Regions from separate parts of the Mus musculus genome. Here region 1 is linked to region 2. A link is a contact called in public capture Hi-C data. All regions are on one chromosome and are shown on one strand. The core of a region is the stretch at or near the end of the contact, and the rest is flanking DNA. Distances in the headings are between cores, read along the strand shown. Region 1 overlaps Gm41625 (a long non-coding RNA gene). Region 2 overlaps Sult6b1 (sulfotransferase family, cytosolic, 6B, member 1).

Region 1 (3,157 bases), core at 561-3,060, 1.1 Mb before region 2:
AGCAGGTGCTTCCTATTGGCTTGGTCTGAGATGTTAGGGATACCTCATCTGCATGTGGAGGGGCTTGGGGGCACTGCCCCTATGTGACTGATGGCCACAATCCTCTCCATGGGGGTGCTGTGGTCATGTGACAGGGGTCTGGTCGGCAGCAGGTGAAGCTGCTACTGTCCCTTCTGTGTTCCAGGGCTTCCAGCCCACTCAGTCTTATTAGGTTTCCTGGCAAGGCCCATTGCCCCACATATCCTATCATTCCTGGCTGTCCTGGAACTCACACGCAGACCAGGCTGGCCTCAAACTCACAGAGATCTACCTGCTTCTGCCTCTTAGTTTTAACTCTTCTTTAAAATCTGCATCTATGTAGTGTTATATACTTCTTTGTGTGTGAATTATTTCATAATGGAAAGAATTAAAAATAATCTTATCTAAAGCCAGTGCTTGCTGAGACGCCAACAAAAGGGATTGGAGTCTCGTGTGGTATCAGAAGACTTAGATCTTTGGGAACATGGTGCCTTAATAGTCTCGAATGGTGTTGGATAGCAGTAGTGAAGAGAGGACTTCTCTCTCCTGATTGCCCCCTCCCTCTCCTGGGCATCACCAGCAGGACTGACAGGTGTGGACCTGCTGAGACCATAGCGTGTCCATTCTAAGCCTCTTTCACACTGCAGTGCAACCCTCAGAGCTCGTTTTTTTTTTTCTCAGTTGCTACCATATACTGTGTTTCTTCAAGCTTTCCCATATGTCCAAGTAGGATCCGATCATCCCAACTCCCCAAGTTTTCCACTTCCTATTTGTGTGCCAGCCTATTTGGAGTTAAAACCGCGAGAGCCTTTTGGACAGCATAGGACACTATCAGAGTTTCCGAAGCGCGGTTGCTGGGAGTCTGACTGCCTTTTTAGGGAAGGCCTCTCATTGACCTGCTGAGGTTTACTTTAAATTTCAACTGGCTTGCAAACGCATTCTCCTTTGACAGCCCTCGCTTGAAATGCATTTGCTCTGAGCAAACACAGGGTCAAGTCTTTGAGTGTTAGGTGGTTCTTCTTGCCTGAGAGTTACCTATCTGACTTCCCGTCAGATGAAGGCCCTGCCGCCCTTCCCCCAACCCCTCCAGCCTCTGAGAATTCCCCCTTTGCTGGGGGTGGGGGTGGGGAATGGTGTGTACTATACTTTACCATTTCCTCATACATTTTGCATATATTTTCGTTTTGTCTTGGAGGATTAGAAGTCAGCAGGAGTAAACTCAACTCCACCTTCGCTGATTGGATTAAAAGTGAACACAGACTCTCAGAAAAAAACCAGTTCTGGAGAACGGAAGGCCTCACAAGGTCAAAGCCATTCAAAACCAAAATCTACTTAGTATAATCACTTCCTGGTTGAGGAGGGGCAGAGAGACCGCAGAGAAACTGGATAAACTCATGAGTTATGGGAGTAGGTGTGGAAACGGTAGGGAGCCTGGGTCCCTGGCTTGGGAGCCCTGTATGCAAGTCTTCTCTTTTCTTTTTTGAGTCCTTACAGAGGCAGACCCAGATGTTGCCCTGGGGAGGGAGGCTGGTCTGCCATCCCATTCCCCAGCTGTGTCTCTTGCACCCAATGGCCACTGCTTGCCTTTTTGTTTGATGCTGAGCCCGTCGTAGAGATGGCATGGTATCTGCCATTATTTTGCCCTTCTACCTAGCTCCCCACATTGGTAGAGAGTGGAAGCAAGCCATGACCCCAGGTACTGTGGTAGTTCAGTGGGGTAGCCGTGGAGCCATGCCAGCATCTTAGTGGCAAGTACTAGTCAGGGTGAGGAGAGTAGCCAGACTGGAAAAGCTCACTGGGTGCAGTGAGGTTGCACAGTGCCTAACTCCTCCCTTGTGCAAGCTGGGGACAGATTCTGGGCTAAGGCAGGGGGTGGAAGAATTGCTTTTTAGATTAGGGTGTCAAGGATTTATTATCGTTTTCTTGTAGCTGGGACAAAAACACCCGCTAACACAACATGATAAGGAAGTTTCTGTTGTCTCATGGTTTGAGGGAAGGCGTGGAGGTAGGAGTGGGAGGTGTCTGGCCACATCGCCCCATGTAGTCAGGACACAGGGAGAGGCGAATGCATGAGCTCCGTTCCTTTCTGTCACTTTACTGAATCCGATTCTACCCGGTGAGGCACCAGGAACAAGGCCAGCGGTATCCAGGGTGGGTCTGTCCACCTCAGCTGATCTCTGGTAATTCTTTACAGACAAGCCCGGAGATGTGTCTCTTGGGTTGGCTCCAAAGCCCACCAACATGACAACCAGGATAATAAAGCACCAGTGAGGAGGAATGATGGGAGTCTTGGCCCAACGTGTGAAGTCCAGTGGGCATGTGACTCTCAGGCAAGGCTTAGCAATAACTGCAATGGGGGTCTGGCAGGAGTGCAGAGCCTGGTGGCCGGGTTCACATAGGATTGGGAAACCACACACTTTAAAGCCAATGCAGGATGATCTGGGACAGCCTAGATCTAGGCAGGACATTAGGGGCAAGCTTTTGTGTCCTGCAGACAGCCAGAAGCAAGAACCTGATCAGCAAGTACTTTTCTAGGTCCCTGGTACCTCTCTGGCATGCTGAGCATTAGAAACTGGCATGGGGTTGATACCCTTCATAGACCTGCCTGGGTCTCGTCTAGGAGCCTTTCAAGGTTTGACTGTGTACTTAAGTGAGCTGGAATTATAAAGGCAAGGGAATGAATGGGTAGTCAACTGGCTAGTAGATTAGAAAATGCTAAAGAGATGGTATCACGCCAGACACGGTGATGCCTACCTGTAGGCTCAGTACTTAGGAGGCATGGGCAGGGGGACTACCTTAAGCTTGAGGTCAGTCAGGGCTGTATAGCAAGACATCCGCACACATACACCAAACAGGGCTGTACTACAGATTATAAGGCAAACTACATTACCCCACTATGATTCCATACAGGCACAATTTGCCTGAGCCATTTAGCATAGGGAAAGGAGACGGGAGGAGCAGAAAGAGAGCTGAGAGTTTTGCATGGGTGGAAGGCAGTGCAGTTTTCTGATCCCATCTCCTGGTACAGTGGGGAGGGGGATGTGGCAGGGATGTCAGGGGGAGGGGGAAGGGGTGGCGATGAGTGAGTATTTCACAGAGCATCCGTGGAATAGATCTCTGCGGTTTGCTTTGGTTCCAA
Region 2 (3,255 bases), core at 531-3,030:
CTCCACTATGACAAGCTACCTCAGTCCATCTTCAAGAACAAAGCCAAGGTGAGTGAATTTGAGACATATAAAAAGATTTAGTTCTATTTTGTTTATGTGTGAGTGTTTTGGTTGTGTGTATACGTGTGTATCATGTATGTGCTGAATTGGAAACTTTGATGTATACATACAGGCTACCCTTTGATTTCTCTGGAACTTTGACCTCGAGTTTTGGCAGTGCTAGAGGTCAAACCCAGAGCCTCACACGTGCTCAGCAAGAACCCTACCATTGAGCTACATCTTCAACCCCATAGTTATTGGATATTGGTGTGAACTTGCTAGTAATTGTGGGATGTGAATATGTGAAATGTAAAATATAGTATTTCTTTTATCATTTCTTTCTTTGGATGTTTTGCTATGTTTCCATTTAAGTCAAATGCATTCCTCATACATAAGAGGAAATGTGTAGTTTATTAGTTTATTATTAGTTTATTGGTTTTACAATTGATAGGCTTTAGAATCTTACTACTTCAGAAGAATTTTTTTTCTGGTGACATCTGCAACTGTATTATTTCAGAATTTCACATAAAATAGGCACCATTGCATCACCAGACAGAATTCTTGTTGCCTTGACTCTTCTTTCCATTTGTTTAAATATCTAACATCAGGAGTGACAAGGCAAGACTCTGCTTCCCCCACTCCTCCCTCCCTTCTACCCCCACTTGTGTGGGTCCCTTCTGCCTTCCTATCACACGGATTCCATCTTCCCCCTTCCCGTGAGGTCTCTTCTTCCTTTTCATGGTCCCCTTTCTACTTTCATGATCGATCTACACACACACATATACACACACACACACACATACACACACACTCACATCCACACATACTTGCACGCACTCATATACATACACATGCTCACTCACATACTCTCACACTCACACACGCACACACTCTCACATACATACACACTCAGTTATAGATTCTGAACATATGTGAGAAAGTATGTGCTCTTTATATTAATCTGGCTTGAATTACTTAACGTGCTTCCCAGTTGCTCCCATCTTCCTGCAAACTGTCAGTGACTTCAGTTTCCTTTACAGCTCAATGGAGTTCCACTGTGAACCACGTTTGCTACATCCATTCATTCATCTGTTGATGGCCGTCTGGGCTGGCTTCATTTCATTGCTATTATGGACGGTTCAGTTAATGCTCAAGTATCTCTGTGGCAGGCACGTCAGCAGTGAGAGGACAGAACTGCTGCTCGACCCTCACATCTTCAGCAGCATGAGTGAGGCTTTCCTCTCATCTTGTAGGGAGCCTGACTCAGGCCTAACCAGGATTTGTGACTTTGATGCAGTAAAGTAGTTTAGGATTGGTCAGTACAATGCAAAGTTGGAGATTTTATTGAAGATATTTTAATATGGTGGCACCCAGCACCCAGGAGACGGGGGCAGGTGCCATGGACAGAGCAAATTCCAGGCCAGGCAACAGTGGAACCCTGCCTTAAACAATAATAATAACAAAATCGAGATATTTTTAGTAGAACGCAAAACCTTCAAGAAGAGAAGAAAAACCTAAGAGTATGCGTGTAGGATTCTCAATGAACAGACACAGAAAGTAAGCTGCTCCCAAGCTCGGTACTGGGTGTCTTAGAATTAGCCATATTTACCAGTTTAGTAGATACTTCCTAAAGATGCTTTAAAAAAAAAAAAACGTTTATTTTCTCCTCCCTTTGATTGGAGAGTTCATAGAGCAGGTCTGGCAATGCTTTGCATAGAACTGTAATCTGATGAAAGAAAAGCTAGGAGCTCTTCTCTTCCCAGCCTCTCGGTTGTTAGCTATGACCCTTCTCCCACCCCAGTTTGAAAGTCCCGAGGTCCGTTTCCACGAGTCAGTTAGGCCCTTTGCATTTGAGGACGGAGCTGCTATTGCTTTCTGCTTGTTGCCTTCCAGTTTTCACAGAAAATCTTAAGTCCGGAAAAGCTCTGGAAATCGGCCAAAACCACTTGAGGAGCAGCCTCCTCAGTGACTCTGCAGAGGGCTGGTGTTGCCCCCTGCTGGGTTCAGCTGCTTCTTACAAGGGCCTCAAATATATTTAGTCAAGAAATTTCCAGGGTTGGGGGTGTGGGGGTGGGAGGGTCGTCTTCCCCTTTTCAGAAAGTTACATGACATCTGTTCTGCCTTATCCTGCTTCTGCTATATAGTCTCTGTGTTCAACCCGATGCTCAGTTGTCATAGGTTTGAAACAGGATGCCAGGATGCATCTGATTTCCTCCAGGCACGCGGAGCAGCCATGTACTCTTCCCACAATTCCTGAGTTCTCTCCACAATCCCTGGGTTCTCTCCCACTACCCCTGGGACCTTGCCCACAATCCCTGGGTTGTGGGTTGTCTCCCACAATCCCTGGGTCCTCTCCCACAATCCCTAGGTCCTCTCCCACAATCCCTGGGTCCTCTCCCACAATCCCTGGGTTCTCTCCCACAATCCCTGGGTCCCCTTAAGACTCAGTTTGCTCTTTACTGTTCTCCTTTCACACTTTTCATCCAAAGGGCATCGGAGGTCACTGGAGAAAACAGACGCGGGAATGAGAGGTCCAACCCCATCTGCATTCCACAGACACACACCGCCTCGGCACCTCATGTCTATAACCTTAAAGATTAGTTTGCAATCTTTTGCTTTATTTGGGATTTTACCTTTCAAATCTATCCTTCTTGATTCTGTTAGGGGAATTGTTCTGTTTTTCCTTTTAGTGTCTTCTACGTCTGCCTTTTTGTGGTCATTATTAGCAAAGGTCCTCTCAGTACCACTCTTCTGTCCTTCCTCTTCCTTCCCCCATCTGTGATTTACCATGGTTCCTCTTGCTCTCTGTATCAATACAGTTATGATGCTGTTCACCCTTTCTCTCTTCCATGCTGCAATACAAAGCTCCATAAACTAACTTCGTTCTTGTTCTCTAGATATTGGTGATATTTCGAAACCCTAAGGATACAGCGGTGTCCTTTTTTCATTTTCATAATGATGTCCCCGATATTCCCAGCTATGCCTCATGGGATGAATTCTTCAGGCAATTCATAAAGGGACAAGGTATGACTGTTGATAAGAGAATTTCATCTTCAACAGGTGAATCCATAAATGTGAAAATGTAAAGAAATAAGATTTGTGAAGATCTTGGAATGGGAAGTTTACATTTATAGGAGGTTTTGCAGCAGCTGCAGCAGTGGTTTCATGACCCAAGCTACTGATGCATCTCTGGTTTCAAGGAGACTCTAGCACAGT

The links. Capture Hi-C pulls out chosen DNA fragments and counts their contacts.
Region 1: a contact with region 2 is called in a capture Hi-C map of embryonic stem cells, with 3 times the contacts expected there. The contact joins two enhancer-like sites. A contact is called at or near these places in 1 of 115 datasets of contacts at active chromatin or transcription factors (embryonic stem cells) and 1 of 9 other capture datasets (embryonic stem cells).

What each region holds. Positions count from the first base shown.
Region 1 is chr17:79,967,799-79,970,955 of GRCm38.p6, reverse strand. All of the region lies in intron 2 of Gm41625 (a long non-coding RNA gene), which reads left to right. Among named protein-coding and RNA genes, the nearest start is that of Gm41625, 12 kb to the left of the region's middle. Within about 2 kb of position 1,810, at least 26 of the 459 cell types and tissues checked have an H3K27ac peak or open chromatin away from gene starts, as enhancers often do. A contact at or near this core is called in embryonic stem cells, where this site is marked.
Region 2 is chr17:78,894,351-78,897,605 of GRCm38.p6, reverse strand. Sult6b1 (sulfotransferase family, cytosolic, 6B, member 1) reads left to right here. Exons shown (of 7, transcript NM_001163625.2): 3 at 1-48; 4 at 2,937-3,063. Among named protein-coding and RNA genes, the nearest start is that of Sult6b1, 11 kb to the left of the region's middle. Within about 2 kb of position 1,780, at least 27 of the 459 cell types and tissues checked have an H3K27ac peak or open chromatin away from gene starts, as enhancers often do. A contact at or near this core is called in embryonic stem cells, where this site is marked.